Regions from separate parts of the Mus musculus genome. Here all the other regions are linked to region 1. A link is a contact called in public HiChIP or PLAC-seq and promoter capture Hi-C data. All regions are on one chromosome and are shown on one strand. Each heading gives the region's core, a stretch centred on a gene start, on an enhancer-like site or on the middle of the called end of the contact. The rest is flanking DNA. Distances are from core to core; before and after follow the strand shown.

What was found. Promoter capture Hi-C pulls out the DNA fragments that hold promoters and counts their contacts. HiChIP or PLAC-seq counts read pairs in DNA pulled down with a chosen protein or histone mark.
Region 2: a contact with region 1 is called in a promoter capture Hi-C map of hippocampal neurons, with 4 times the contacts expected there. The contact joins the enhancer-like site here to the promoter of Aloxe3 in region 1. A contact is called at or near these places in 12 of 39 promoter capture datasets (the 3T3-L1 cell line, 3T3-L1-derived adipocytes, the HPC-7 cell line and 6 more), 1 of 484 Hi-C or Micro-C datasets (embryonic stem cells), 14 of 115 datasets of contacts at active chromatin or transcription factors (the SCID.adh cell line, astrocytes, bone marrow-derived macrophages and 9 more) and 3 of 9 other capture datasets (adipose tissue, embryonic stem cells and liver).
Region 3: a FOXA1 HiChIP or PLAC-seq map of pancreatic cancer cells shows a contact between it and region 1. The contact joins the enhancer-like site here to the promoter of Aloxe3 in region 1. A contact is called at or near these places in 17 of 39 promoter capture datasets (the 3T3-L1 cell line, 3T3-L1-derived adipocytes, the C10 cell line and 10 more), 2 of 484 Hi-C or Micro-C datasets (the G1E-ER4 cell line and nephron progenitors), 5 of 115 datasets of contacts at active chromatin or transcription factors (craniofacial prominence, embryonic forebrain, embryonic stem cells and 2 more) and 2 of 9 other capture datasets (embryonic stem cells and pancreatic islet).
Region 4: an HNF4G HiChIP or PLAC-seq map of pancreatic cancer cells shows a contact between it and region 1. The contact joins the enhancer-like site here to the promoter of Aloxe3 in region 1. A contact is called at or near these places in 6 of 39 promoter capture datasets (the 3T3-L1 cell line, 3T3-L1-derived adipocytes, embryonic stem cells and 2 more), 1 of 15 datasets of contacts at CTCF or cohesin (the NIH/3T3 cell line), 2 of 484 Hi-C or Micro-C datasets (the G1E-ER4 cell line and nephron progenitors), 4 of 115 datasets of contacts at active chromatin or transcription factors (T-cell acute lymphoblastic leukemia, embryonic stem cells, extraembryonic endoderm stem cells and 1 more) and 2 of 9 other capture datasets (embryonic stem cells and pancreatic islet).
Region 5: a contact with region 1 is called in an H3K4me3 HiChIP or PLAC-seq map of forebrain, with 3 times the contacts expected there. The contact joins the promoter of Dnah2 here to the promoter of Aloxe3 in region 1. A contact is called at or near these places in 9 of 39 promoter capture datasets (the 3T3-L1 cell line, the C10 cell line, cranial neural crest and 5 more), 1 of 484 Hi-C or Micro-C datasets (embryonic stem cells), 12 of 115 datasets of contacts at active chromatin or transcription factors (the 230-238 cell line, astrocytes, cardiomyocytes and 7 more) and 4 of 9 other capture datasets (adipose tissue, embryonic stem cells, macrophages and 1 more).

What each region holds. Positions count from the first base shown.
Region 1 is chr11:69,125,076-69,127,775 of GRCm38.p6, forward strand. Aloxe3 (arachidonate lipoxygenase 3) reads left to right here and starts at 1,302. Exons shown (of 15, transcript NM_011786.2): 1 at 1,302-1,474; 2 at 2,251-2,455. The coding sequence starts at 1,328. It overlaps n-TKctt27 (a tRNA gene), which reads right to left and starts at 173; the gene lies at 101-173.
Region 2 is chr11:69,525,908-69,528,607 of GRCm38.p6, forward strand. The region is part of intron 4 of Dnah2 (dynein, axonemal, heavy chain 2); the gene reads right to left. Among named protein-coding and RNA genes, the nearest start is that of Dnah2, 22 kb to the right of the region's middle. Within about 2 kb of position 1,359, at least 80 of the 459 cell types and tissues checked have an H3K27ac peak or open chromatin away from gene starts, as enhancers often do. A contact at or near this core is called in craniofacial prominence, embryonic forebrain, forebrain and 1 more, where this site is marked.
Region 3 is chr11:69,442,245-69,444,992 of GRCm38.p6, forward strand. The region is part of intron 63 of Dnah2 (dynein, axonemal, heavy chain 2); the gene reads right to left. Among named protein-coding and RNA genes, the nearest start is that of Kdm6b, 27 kb to the left of the region's middle. Within about 2 kb of position 1,292, at least 67 of the 459 cell types and tissues checked have an H3K27ac peak or open chromatin away from gene starts, as enhancers often do. A contact at or near this core is called in pancreatic cancer cells, where this site is marked.
Region 4 is chr11:69,470,330-69,473,029 of GRCm38.p6, forward strand. The region is part of intron 39 of Dnah2 (dynein, axonemal, heavy chain 2); the gene reads right to left. Among named protein-coding and RNA genes, the nearest start is that of Kdm6b, 55 kb to the left of the region's middle. Within about 2 kb of position 1,357, at least 74 of the 459 cell types and tissues checked have an H3K27ac peak or open chromatin away from gene starts, as enhancers often do. A contact at or near this core is called in the G1E-ER4 cell line, T-cell acute lymphoblastic leukemia, extraembryonic endoderm stem cells and 1 more, where this site is marked.
Region 5 is chr11:69,547,690-69,550,389 of GRCm38.p6, forward strand. It overlaps Dnah2 (dynein, axonemal, heavy chain 2), which reads right to left and starts at 1,419. Exons shown (of 86, transcript NM_001081330.1): 1 at 1,303-1,419.

The DNA of each region.
Region 1 (2,700 bases), core at 52-2,551:
TTTTAAAAAGAATGCAATTACTTTGTTATTATAGAGCTATTGTCAAACAAGACAGCCTAACAATAGTGTTTGTAAGTGCAGATTCCCACAAAAAGCTAAGCGCCCGAACAGGGACTTGAACCCTGGACCCTCAGATTAAAAGTCTGATGCTCTACCGACTGAGCTATCCGGGCTCTTAGCAAAGCTCTCCACTTTTGCCTAAATGAATTTATTATGATACCTACGTATTCTTGTGTGTATTTAAAGGATGAAGTTCGTTTTTGTCCGAGACTCTGACTTACTGAAACCTAGTCGCTAACGCCTCGGCTTTTATTAGAAGTTAAGGAGGGCAGGAGCGCCACTCAAGCAGGAATCTAGAGGTGCCTAGACCAGCCACGCGGGGCCGCTGCGGGCCACAGGTTTCCCCGGTAGAGTCTATTTTTTTTCTTCCCTGGTCCTTGTGACCTATATCTTGGACACCTAGGGCATACAGGGTGCCTCCCACGGTTCAGCAGGCTGGCTGAGGGAGGACCTGGAGCGTAAAGAATGTCACATGAGGGCCTCCAGATGCTGTCGGGCAGGCTTCCACTCACTTGGCAGGCAGGTCCTATCTCAAAGGAGTGATTGAGGTCGGGAATAACAAAAACTGGAGACAGAGAGAAGACTAGACTTTAGGAGGAGATGGGTGGGTCGGTGGCAGGAAGGAGAACATGATGGCCTTGTCACGTGCTAAGATGTGTGTTATTCACTTGATTGTTGATGAGGTCACCTGGCATTTATGAATTGGTGCAGCTTTCCGATGCACGGTGTGATTCACGTGGGTGATTCACATGTAGGAATTCTGGTGTTCTGGTGCCCATTTCTGGTTTGGAAATAGGAGGAAAAGGCTCTAGGTGGAATCTGGGGAATGGGTGAACATGGGCTTCAGGACATTAGTCAAGCCACTGATCAGACACAAAGTAGTGTCCCAACACGCGTCACCTCCTCCCTGTCTTCCACTTGCCACTTGGTCCCTCCTTCCTTATTCCCTCCCTCACCAATGGGCCCAGGCTTCTGATATCCATCTGGATGAGCCAGCCAGAGGGACAGGCTGTGTCAGAGGCATGCAAACAAGTATTAGGGTGCAAGTCGGTGGGTGGGGATAGTACTCCCGAGCTACCAGCGGAGCTGCCGTGAGAGATCGAGAAAGAGAGAGAGCGCGCGCGAGCCCAGGAACGTCCTAGAGCTGGATCCTTCCTCAGGCCCACCCTTCCCCAGCCCCCAGCCTCCTGCCCAGGAGCTGACTCTCTCTTACCTGTAGCGTACCTTCTCTAGGCTAGCTACTGGTTTGGGGTTATTGGGTCCAGTCATGGCAGTATATCGGCTGTGTGTGACCACTGGTTCCTACCTGAAGGCTGGCACATTGGATAACATCTATGCTACATTGGTAGGCACCTGTGGTGAAAGCCCTAAGCAGAAGCTGGATCGCGTAGGCAGGGACTTCGCCTCTGGATCGGTGAGTACAGAGGAGAGATGGGGAACCTGAAGGAAGTGAGGATTATTCTTGTTGGATTCGTCAAGTCCTGCTGAACTCAGGATGCCTGCTATGTCCTGTGATCATTTTCTTTGACATCCCTGACTTTTGGGAGACGATAAACCATACCAATTGTTCTGAGACAGGGCTGTGGGGAAGGGCATTTGGAATGGATTCTGGGGACTTCCCCTAACTTCCTGGCTTCTCCTATCATTGTTGTTATTGTTATTATTTTCTGTGGTTTTTCCAGACAGGGTTTCTCTGTGTAGCCCTGGCTGTCCTAGAACTCTCTGTGTAGACCAGGCTGGCCTTGAACTTAGCAATCTGACTGCCTCTGCCTCCTGAGTGCAGGGGGAATTAAAAGCCACCACTGCCTGGCCTGGCTCCTCCCCTAATTGACACTAGGCTTTGACCAAATTGATTCCTCTGATCAGATCATGGGTCTCCTGTTCTTTGGGAGGGGTCTGCTTTGTCGGTCGCTAGTTTAGTTTGCTAATGACCCTACATGAAAGTGAACTACTGGCAGTGAGGGTAGGAATCCCTACAAAAATTCACTCAGGCACTGAGTATGGTGCCTGCTCCTCTCTGGATGGAGACGGGCTCTTTCTCTCAATCACACAAAGGAACCACATGGATCAACGACTGCTCAGGCCAATATCCCAGAAAGGTAGCGGTGTTGATGCACACTTCAGAGTGCAAAGATGTCCTCGACAGTTCCTGGTTGCTCAAAGGCCTGCTTGCTGCTTCCCTCACTCCAGGTTCAGAAGTATAAGGTGCGCTGTGAAGCAGAGCTGGGTGAGATCTTGCTGTTGCGCTTACACAAGGAGCGCTTTGCTTTCTTCTGCAAGGACCCTTGGTACTGCAGTCGAATCTGTGTCACTGCCCCCGATGGCTCTGCTGTCCACTTTCCCTGCTACCAGTGGATCGATGGCTACTGTACTGTGGAGCTGCGGCCAGGAACAGGTGGGCAAGGGACAGAGACTGCACAGTACTGCAGAGGCTTCGTGTGAGGTTAGGAATGGAGTCTCACAGAACTCGGCGCGTAGGGAATGTGACTGGGGTTAGGAATGCCGGGATCCCAAAGCAACAGTGTCTGATAAAGAGCACTGCTAAAGTCCTGACATGCAAGAGCTTCCTGGGTAGTGTTTATTGTTCTGGAGGTACACACAGACAGGCTCACACAGACAGACGGACACAGATAAGCACAC
Region 2 (2,700 bases), core at 109-2,608, 400 kb after region 1:
TGAACTCACGATTGCAGAAATTCTGCCTCTGCTTTCTAGCAGCTGCGACTGCAGACCTGGGCCACCACCCCCGGCTCTTTCAATTTTTATTTTCAAAAAACTCCAACTCGTAGAAAATTTTCAAGAAAAATAAAGTTAACAAAATATCCTTGCCTCCTGGATTCAATGTCAATGCTCCATCTGTCTGTCCCCTCTTTATACCTGAGCCTTTGTGAGCTGCAGGCATCCAGATGCCACACCCTTAATGCTTGGCCTGTATCTTCTAAAATTACTGTAATTATGGTGATAGAAAAATTTATCTAATACAATATATGTCCACATTTAACTTCCTCCAGTTGTCCAAATGATGTCACGTATAGCTGGATCTCTTCCTCCCCATCCATATCCCGCCCAGGGCTATCCATCGTCTTATTTTGTTGTTGCTGCTGTTTCTCTTCTGAAACAGGGTCTCACTATGTAAGCCCTGGTCTAGAATACACTGCTACATAAATTAGGATGGCTTTCAACTCACAGAATCCTTCCACCTCTATCTCCCTAATGCTGAAATTAAAGGTATGTACCACCATGCCTAGCCTCTGTGTGTGTGTGTGTGAGAGAGAGAGAGTGTGTGAGTGTGTGTGTGTGTGTGTGTGTGTGTGTGAATGAGTGAGTGTGTGTGTGTGAGTGTGTGTGAGTGAGTGTGTGTGTGTGAGTGAGTGTGTGTGTGTGAGTGAGTGTGTGAGTGTGTGGTGTTTGAGGTGCATTTTTGTTTGTTTGTTTGTTTGTTTAGGTTTTTTTGGTGGGGTATAGACAGAGTTTCATACTCAGGCTGGCCTGGAACTCCTAATACTCCTTCCTGCCTCTGTTTCCTACAACCTCCTTTCATTTCAACAACTCCTATCCTTTGCTATCCTCTGTGTGTGTGTGTGTGTGTGTGTGTGTGTGTGTGTGTGTGTGTGTCCTCCTGTTTTAGCCTCTCAGGTGACAGGATTACAAGCATGTACCATCATGTCGGGCTTTCTCTTTTACGTTGTACTATCAATCACTCTAAGAATCAAGCCAGATGTTTTTCAAATGTCCCTTAATTTGGATTTATCTAAATGCTTGTTATTAGGTTGAAGCTAAATGTTCTCGGTGGAACGCCATAATGTTCCCCAGAACTGGCATCCTTACATTTCAGTGCTGAAACTAAAATGCACGCTGACATTAACGTGAGAGGCCGTCGGTAAGCAGCAACAGCGCAGCCTTCTCACTCCCAGACGCCGTTCCTTGTGCATCTCAGGAAAATTCTTTGTATGTTCTCTCTAAATCCACACTGTGACGGCTGTCTACTCCTGCAGCTGGGCTGTGCCCATCCCTCGTGTCTATTCGCGTCTCCCTAATTGCATTAATGTGTCCGGCCTTTTCTTTCTCATGAACGGCGGCTGCCTCAGCCTTGCGCTCAGTCGGTGACGGATTTTCAACCACAGCTATTCAGTTCCCCGCCATTTCTCATCTGGTTTTGTAGCACGCTGCCTTATTCGTTCCCTAAGATCCGTGCCCCACCTCCCCCTTTCATCTCCTTCCACCTTTTATCATCTCGTAGAGACTGAATTCATGTTGGTATCGAGTTGCACCGTGGCTGTTGTGAGGAGCCTCCTTCCTTGGGTTAGATCTCCCTCCTGTATACGCGCTTTGTTCTTTTTTTTTTTTTTCTTCCCTTTGTCCTTGGTATAATGTGCCCGCCGTTGCCATGCAATTTCGCCCCATTTTGCTCATGCCTGAGCAGCTTTGTCAATTCACTCTTTTGGCTCTAGCACACTGTGGGCGACTTCTTGATGCCCCACTGGGAGAGGCCAGTTTATTTTGCCTCTTGAAGGTAAAGTGAAAGGATTAGGTATTTTATGTTATTCTCTTTTCTGTAGCCTGAGAGACTTGTGTGAGGAGGGGCACGTGGTTAAGGCTAATTTAAGGCAATAGCAAATCTTTGTTAAATGACAAACCTCTTGGGGGATGTTTGGAATGCTCCAAGGTTTTCCCCCAACCAAGTGCGGGAAGAGAAGGAACTTGGAGCTTCAGCACAGTTTAGGGTTCACACCTGTTTGTGAAATTCACTAGATTTGATTATGCCTTTTCCCTGTGTTCTGTGGATCCTGGGCTGTGAGCTGCCTTCATGTCCCAGGTCTCACTCTTTGCCCCTTTTATCAGATACTAGGTTATGGACTCCCCCACTCCCACCTCTACCCCTGCCCCAGTGAAGAAGGGTTTATTTTGGCTAACGGTGTGACAGGGCACAGAGCATCACAGTGGAGAAAGGCGTGGGCATGGCAGGAGGAGACACTCCTTGGAGTCTAAAATCAGAATGCCGAGAGACATGACTCTTTTTTTCCCTTTCTGTGCTGGGGATTGAGTGCAGGGCCTCCTGAAGGTTCCACTAAGCTACTGTGCGTAGTCATTTTTTAAAGGAAGTTTAAACTAGCCACCCTAACCTGGAGAATACAGTAAAATCTCTCATCTACTGTTGTAGCAAGTTAAATGGATCTGTCTCTCTCTCTCTCTCTCTCTCTCTCTCTCTCTCTCTCTCTCAAGATTTTATTTATTATATGTATGTGAGTACACTGTCGCTGTCTTCAGACACACCAGAAGAGGGCATCAAATCCCACTGCAGATGGTTATGAGCCACCATGTGGTTGCTGGGAATTGAACTCAGGCCCTCTGGAAGAGCAGTCAGTGCTCTTAACC
Region 3 (2,748 bases), core at 42-2,541, 320 kb after region 1:
GAGGGTAGTGAGGAACAGCCTCATGTGAGTAGCCAGTGATGCCACCTGGGACCATGGTGAGGTCCTGGCCTGTGTTGCCACCAAGTTAAGAGCTGGATTTGTAGCTCTGCAGTAGAGGGGTTATGTCACCACCAAAGGCTAGGTGGATATTCCTGGGCTGGGCTGCCATATATGAGAACTGTGTAGAGCTGTCCCCACCCTCTCCTGGGCATCATGGGAGAGCTGGCCCCAAAGGTATGGGAGCAGGAGAGCTGTCTCTTCTTCATGCTGTGCGATGGATTCGGTCAGAAGAGTGGGAGAGCGGGAGAGCTGGCCCTGCCCCCTCAGCAGCTCACTCAGGAGAGCAGGCCGTGTGCCTGACCTGGGCGCCACACTAAAGATGGTCCTCCTAGCATGGGAGTGGGCTAGCAGGCTTTGCTTCTTGTCAGACCCCACATTGGGTGAGCTAGCCGGGGAAGTTTTGGAGAGCTGGCCTTGGTGGTTTGGGCTCAGGAGAGCTGGCAGACTGACCCACACTCAGCTACCAGCCAGGCCCAGATCCAGGGCTCTGTGCTGGCTCACCCCAGCATCTACTCCATCTGTGAACTGCTGGAGGGTATGAAGGGGCTGTAGATCTGCAGAGTCTCTATGATACAGGGCAACAACACTGTAGTGAGAGGAGTGTAGCAGAAGCCAGAGGCTTCAAACTAGACCAACCCGTTGCTGTAATGAACGTTTACAAGTGAAGAAGTATGGGCAAAAGGGAACACTGTATGACACACTGTGATACACTACAGCTTTCACAATGAGATTTTTCTTTCCTTTTTCTTTTGTGAGGGAGGTGGCAAGGGCAAAGGGTGGATATAGAAGGCTGGGGAAACGAGTGGGATTGGGGTGCCTGATGTGAAATGTACAAAGAATCAATTAAAAGTTTTTAAAAAGTAATTTAAAAAAAAAGAGATTCATTTGACTCTTAAGTTTCAGAACCTTTATCAGCAGCGAGGGAAAAATGTTGGTGCCCTCCCACCCCACCCCCATTTACTTTTTTTGTTTGTTTGTTTTTGGAGACAGGGCCCTCACCATGTTGTTCTGGCTAGGCTTGAATATCTAGGATCAGATGATAGCCTCCCCCAACACACACACACACACACACACACACACACACACACACACACACACACACACAGCACACAGCTCTCCTGCTTCCTCTTACCAAGCTGTTGCTGTTGAGCACGTGTGGCTCATCCACTAAGAGTCCTAACAGAGTGAACTCTGTTTATCTAAGGAATGAATCATTGGCAGCAACGGAACTCCAGAGGTTCCATTGTTTAAAATCAAAGGAACAACTTAATGGCTTGTCCCAGGATGTGACTCATCTGGGTAAGTAGCCTTTCCAAGAGGGTTGCCTCACCTGCGGCTCTGACCTCTGACCTCCGACCTCCGGGAAAAGAGACAGTGAGGGAGAAGAAGGCTTGTGAGAGCTAGGAAGGGGTTATGCCAACAGGATGGAGGGATGGAGGGATGTGCACAGACAGATGCCTAGGAGCCTGGATGGCTTCTCTGCACAGGCAGAACCGGAAGAGGCCTAGAGGGCAAGCTATATTTCCGGACAGTAAAAATGACCATGATAGGAAGAGACAGAGATCAGCTAAGGGCTGGGGTAGGCTATCATCGAGTCACAAACATGGTGCCTAGCCCAGCTCTATTGGCAACTATCCTACAGGTAAGCAAAGAAGACACCAGACAGTATGCGTAATATAAATATGTGTGTGTGTGTGTGTGTGTGTGTGTGTGTGTGTTTGCGAGCGCACACACTGCTGTGCTGTCTTACTGTTCTATTTCTGTGAAGAAACATATGACTAAGGCAATTTATAGAAAAAGTATTTAACTGGGGGCTTACTCTTTCTCCTTTAGAGGGTTACTCTATGGTCACCATGGTGATAAGCAGACAGGTATAGCACTGGAGCAGTGGTTGATCCATGGGTAATAGAGAGCTAGCAAGTGAGAGGAGAGAGAGCAAGAGAGTGACAGAGAATGGCCTGGCATGGGTTTTGTTTTGTTTTGTTTTGTTTTGTTTGTTTGTTTGTTTGTTTGTTTTAAATCGAGACTGGGTTTCTCTGTATAGTCCCAGCTGCCCGGAACTCACCATGTAGACTTTGAATTCAGAGATTTGCCTGCCTCTGCCACCCAAGGGCTGAGATTGAAGGTGTGTGCCACTACTGCCTTCTGCTCTGGCATGGGCTTTTAAAACCTCAAAGTTTACAGCCAAGGACATACTTCCTCCAACAAGACCACACTTTTTGATCCTTTTAATCCTTTCAAAGAGTTCCACTTCTTGCTAAGTATTCAAATATATGAACCAATGGGACTATTCTCATTCAAACCATCACAAGTATGTAAAAATATGTATGTATGTTTGTGCATTTGTGTGTGTATGCTTGTGTGTGTGCGCGTGTGTGTGTGTGCGTGCGCGCGCGCGCCCCTGCATGTGCACTGATATGAACATAGATCAGTTTTAGATGGGTGGACAAGATTTTGTGAAAATTGGCTGCACATTCATGGAGAGAAGTTGGGTGCTACAGAGCAGAAGGTGGGAAAGAAGCTTTTTAAAATTTATTCTTGCTGGGCAGTGTTGGCACACACCTTTAAGCCCAGCACTTGGGAGGCTGAGGCAGGCAGATTTCTGAGTTTGAGTTAGAGGCCAGCCTGGTCTACAGAGTGAGTTCCAGGACAGTCAGGGCTACACAGAGGAACCCTGTCTTGAAAACA
Region 4 (2,700 bases), core at 107-2,606, 350 kb after region 1:
CTTTAAATCCTATCTCTTCTCCCCTTTGTCTGCCATAGTCCTTTCTTAATAGCATTTCATTAGAATTTCACTTGGATAATTCTGATCATTGTTCAGGGTGGAGTCTTGGTGGCCCAGGCTGACCTGAATGCATAGAGGGGACCGGCTATCCTCCTCACCCCCAGAGTCCCTGTGTCTGCAGAGATGCCCACCACTCCCCAGCAGAGGCCATTGATGGTTTGCTTTGTATTTCCTCTCCTTGGCCTATCTATTTCTCCACCAGGCTCTTTCTTGTTTGTTCGGGTTCTTTTGTTAGGGAACCTAGGCCCTGCAGGTAACCAAGTCCTAAGCAGATAGGTATGCAAGCCAGACAAGGACAAGCCCAGCCCCAGCACACCCCCTACACACACACACACACACACACACACACACACGCACACGCACACGCACACGCACACGCACACGCACGGTGGGGTGCAGGCTGGAGGGAAGGGGGGTCAGTCTCACTGCCATCACCTTTTCTGGGTCACACATTAACTAAGCCCCCACCTCCTATCGAGAGTGACTCCTGCCGTGTGGCGTGAATGGCAATGTGCCCAGTCCCTTACTTCTGTCGCAGACCATAGGTCACACATCATACATTGACTAAGCCTGCTTCCTTGTGATACAAGACCACCCCTCTTCTCAGAAACCCTTACAAAGTAGACTCCTTGCTTCTCCCAGGGCTAATACTTTCCTTCAAACTCTTTACCATACTGTCTGTTGCCCTGCATTTAAAAAAGTCTCTTGTCTCAGGGATTTGGCTCAACATCCCCTCTCCTCCCTTGCCTCCTCCCTCCCACTAGTAACACCTAATGGCCTTCCTACCAGAGCTCTTCTCTCAGGTTGTTCAGCGAGCTTTGGTTTTCCTTACATCATCCATTCATATTCATATTCTCTCTCTCTCTCTCTCTCTCTCTCTCTCTCTCTCTCTGTCGTGTGTGTGTGTGTGTGTGTGTGTGTGTGTGTGTGTGTGTGTGTATTCTAGACCAGGCTACCCTCAAATTCCTTATGTAGCCAAGGTTAGCCCTGAATTCCTGATTCTCCTACCTCTACTCCCATTTTCTGTTTATATGGCTGGGTGTGTGGGGCTCCTGCAGGCGACAGTGCACTTGGGATCTTTATGCCATGTCCCTGTCATTCTTCTTGGGTCAGAAGAATTCCCCGGAGAGAATGAATACTTTCACTTGCCTGTCTGGATGCCTCAATTCTTTAAGCCGAGAGATGAAAGAAAGCATCTAGTCTGCAAACGTTCCCTCAGTACTGGTTAATCTGACTCATTCCTCTCCTGCCTGCTGTTCCTCAGGCTCGACACCTCTACTCAGCAGGGGAGGCTCTGTCACCCGGGGCCATTAAGACACCAGATCTTAGAGATACAGCTCCTTTCTTCTCCTGGGACAGAGTCCTGTTACACAACTCTAGCTGGCTTCAGCGAACAGCTCCTTTTCCCAACCTCCATCCGCAGCGGTCAGGCTGGTGCTGCCTTCAGGGCTCTTCTGGACTGAGCTCCTCCAGAAGCCATTCTTCCCTTTGCTCCCACCAGTCGCCTGGGGGCACTGACAACGGACACCCCCTTCTCCTGCCCTGCAGGTGAAGCTTGAGACTTTACACCATAGAGTGAATGCTGACTGTGGACAGCGTGAGGCTGAGCTGAAGAGACTGCAGGAATCCTTTGACCCCCTCCCTGCCACCACCAGGGCTTGGACAAGCACAGATCTTCCTAGGTTGTAAGTTGTCCTTCCCATCAGTTGATGGGGAGGGTGAGTCCCTGTAGCCTGACTTCTATAACAGTGGGCTTTACGTTGTTCCACCTTCAGGCTTGGGCTGCTTGCCTTCCAACTCCTGGTGCCTTAGACTGACAAAATTCCACGGCAGGAAAACAGCATTGGAACCTACTTGCCTCACAAAGTCCCTTCACTCACTGTCACCACACCAAGGCCCCTAGAATTCTTGCCATCTAAGCAATGTAATAAAAAAGGACATATTTCTTTGAATTTTTTAATCCAGCATTTAGCAGTTTCAACTGAAAGGACAGCTCAGAGTGTGTGGACGAACACGAGGAGGGGACGCCTCTGCCCCTCCTCTGTTCCTCTGCTCTCACACACCACAGAGCTCCCAGAGACTCTCTTCAAAGTTCCCACCATGAGGACAGGAGGCGAGGTGGGCGAGGGCTAGTGGATCCAGTCAGGGTAGCTGGGCTTTCAGTGATTTCAAGGATCTGCTGAGTTGAAGTTACCTGAGCCCGACATGGTGACCCATGGTGAGGCAGTAGGCCAATCAACCCCTGTTAGCAGGAGGCCAGCCTGGTCTATATAGGGAGTTCCGGGTGGGTCAGCCAGGGTTACATAGTAACACCCCACCTCTAAATTAATTAATTAAGTAGGAAAGTAAGTAAGTAAGTAAGTGTCGGTGAGCCAGGACTCCAGAAGGAGATGAGTCAGAGAGGAAGCTGTTTGTGTGGGTCCTAGGTGGAGCCAACTGTGTCATTCAAAGTCACACCTAATGAGTGACAGAAGTTCAGGACAGTCACACTTCCTGTTCTCAGATGCACAGTTACTCATGAAATCAGGGAGCCTGATAAAGAGTAAATACTGAGCCAGCAAGAGGGAGCAGCGAGTAAAGGCACCTGCAGCCATTCCTGACGATCCAACTCTGATCCCGGGGACCCAGCTGGTGGGAGGA
Region 5 (2,700 bases), core at 169-2,668, 420 kb after region 1:
CCAACACCAATACCAACACCTTCCCCGTTCGCCATGTAGCTCAAGCTGGCCTCAAACTCTCAAACTTTGAGTCTTGCCTCTGCCTCTTGGGTGCTGGAATTATGGGGGTGTGCTGCCACATCTAGCTGCCGCCATTATCCTGAAGATGAGTTTCTGAGCTCTGATTTGTGTGGTCTTTGGCCCAGCCCAGACTCCTGTTGCTGAGAGAGCAGGGACTGAAGGAAAGAGGCTGCGCCACACCCTAAAACCAACAGCTGCACAGTACACGGGGCTGGGATGGAACTCATAGGTAATCTTCCAGCCAGATGGTAAAGAGGGGTGATGTGACTGGTCAGAATCCCGAGGGAAAAGTCCCAAAGGACTGAAAATTTGTGGGGAGGCTTGGGATGGGGATCCTCAAGGGCAGGTTCATAAATCCCTCAGGGAAAGGAACTTTGCATAGACCCTTTTTCTCTTCTGACTCCCCTCTCAACGGTGGCTGTGCCTAGGGATCCCAGCCCCCCACATTATGCTAAATAGGTAATCAAACATCTTGCTTTGCTAATTACTGCTCAATCCGATTAAACGCCGCTGAAGCTCATCAGCAGAGGTGGAGGTAAAGGGAGGGGGGGGGCGCAGCCACAGCTGTGATGGGATGCTTGTCCCTAGGGGCTGTAGGGGACAGCTGAGAAACAACCAGAGTAGCAAGTCTAAGCACATCCCAAAGGAAAGGGACTGAGCAGTTGTACCCTGAGATCGGTCCCTTAGCCTGGGCCACCTCAACTATAGGCGTTTCTCTCCTCCCAGAGCCTTATCACCCTCAGAACCCAGGCACCCGGCCATTCCCACAGTCACCCACACACACCCCTGTCCCAGATTTAATAAGGTCTGTTCTCCCACTGTCAATATTTGATTTCTCAGAGCCATCTCCACGGAGAAGAGGGGCCTCGGTCCTTCTTCCCCCCTACCTTGGTCCTTTTGGGCCCAGTCCTAGTCCCTTTGTGCTCCCAACCTTCTCTGAACTTACTGACTTAATGAAATGATATTAAAGTCTTAAGCAACTCCAAGAAGAATGGTTGCTATGGTAAAGGGAGTGGGCAGGACGCCTGGGTCCCTGAGGGGTGTAAGGGCTGAGAGGGAGAGGGAGCCAGAAGCTAAGACCTAGAAGTCACAGCCCCCTACCCCCACCCTCCAACCCCCGTGGGTAATAGCAAACTTTGGATGAGGTGGGTGCCATACCTCTAGATCTTCGTGAGAAGCAGGGAATAAGGTGGGTGCTAGGAGAAGCTGGAAGGACAGATGTTCAAGGGGTCAGGGTCTTACCCGCCACTGGCTGACCTGAGTATCCATTAGGAGAGAGGGATCAGTGTGGGAGACGGGGCCTCTGTGCCAGCAACCGCCCTGCTGACCCTGCCCTGGACCAGTTCCGTGAGAACCAGAGTGGATTCTTCAACAACCCTGACTCATCTCTCTGCCCCCTTTCCCCACCAGCAGCCCCCCCACAGGTGATTTGTAGCTGAGGCCACCCCCCTCCAGTGGCATGAGCCAGGAAAGAGTCATTCCATGACAAGAAGAACTGAGGGCTTCCAAAGAGAACTCGGGCCAATGGGTGGAAACCGAAGCCCCACCCCGGCTCCCCACATCCATCCCCTTCTCACTCCCCTGGGGACCCTGGCCCAGCCCCAGTCCCCTTGGGGTGGTGGGAATGCAGGGACATTTGGCTGTGGCTGATTGATGAGGGAGGAGGAAGCCCGTGCGCACGAAGGCTGCTGTTTGCTGAGCACACAGATTCCTCCCCACTCACCAGCTGCTGCCCCCTGAGGCTGCTCGTGGGCACCCCCACCCCACCAGTCAGTGCCACTGGGGGAGCTGATGCCTAAGTTCCTGATAGAGAACCAGGAAACGGACTGCTTCAATTCCCTCATGAGAATCACAGCTGCCTCGAACCTGGTTGTTTTGAACTCCCTCCGGACACCTGCCCTGCCACATACGTGACTCTTGTACTCAGTAGTGGCCATTCATTCTGTGTCTTTCTTTCTTGCCCTACTTATCACCCCAAGTCCAGGCAAGCCAGTACCCTGCCTCCGAACCACCCCACATCTCTTTCCCCCGCCTGCCTGCAGACCTTGAACATCTTCCTGGGAAGGGGGAGACCCGAGTCTGTGGGTGCCCACTTTCCCGTTAGGAAGAAGCCCCACATTTCATTCTAACTTAAATCTCAGTTTGCAACATCAAACATTATCCACCAGATATTTTTATTGCAGTCTTGTGTGTTGGCTCAGCGAGTTAAGGCACCTGCTGCAAAGCCTGAGAAGCAATGTTCCATCCTGTGGAGCCACGCGGTAGAACAGACCCTGGCAACTTGGCCCCTGCCCTCTATGCGCATGCCACGGCCTGCACAAACGCTCCCTACCACACGCACATAAACACACATTTAAAAAAAAAGAAAGAAAGAAAGAAAGAAATTTCTACTGCAACTCCTTACCCCTTCTCCTATCGCTAACACTCCCCAACACAGACCATACTCTGAACAGGTGAAAGTTGTATCTCTTAAACTGCAAAGGCTAGCCAAGCCTGTGCTTCTGCAGCTCCGCCCCCAGGATGGCCAAGCTCCACCGACCTTCCTTCCACAGTTGGGAAGGGCAGCTTAGGCATCTGGGTCCCTAGCCTACTTGTTTCCCTTAGTTCTGCTCTGCTCGCCCTCGCTGGATGTGTTTCATT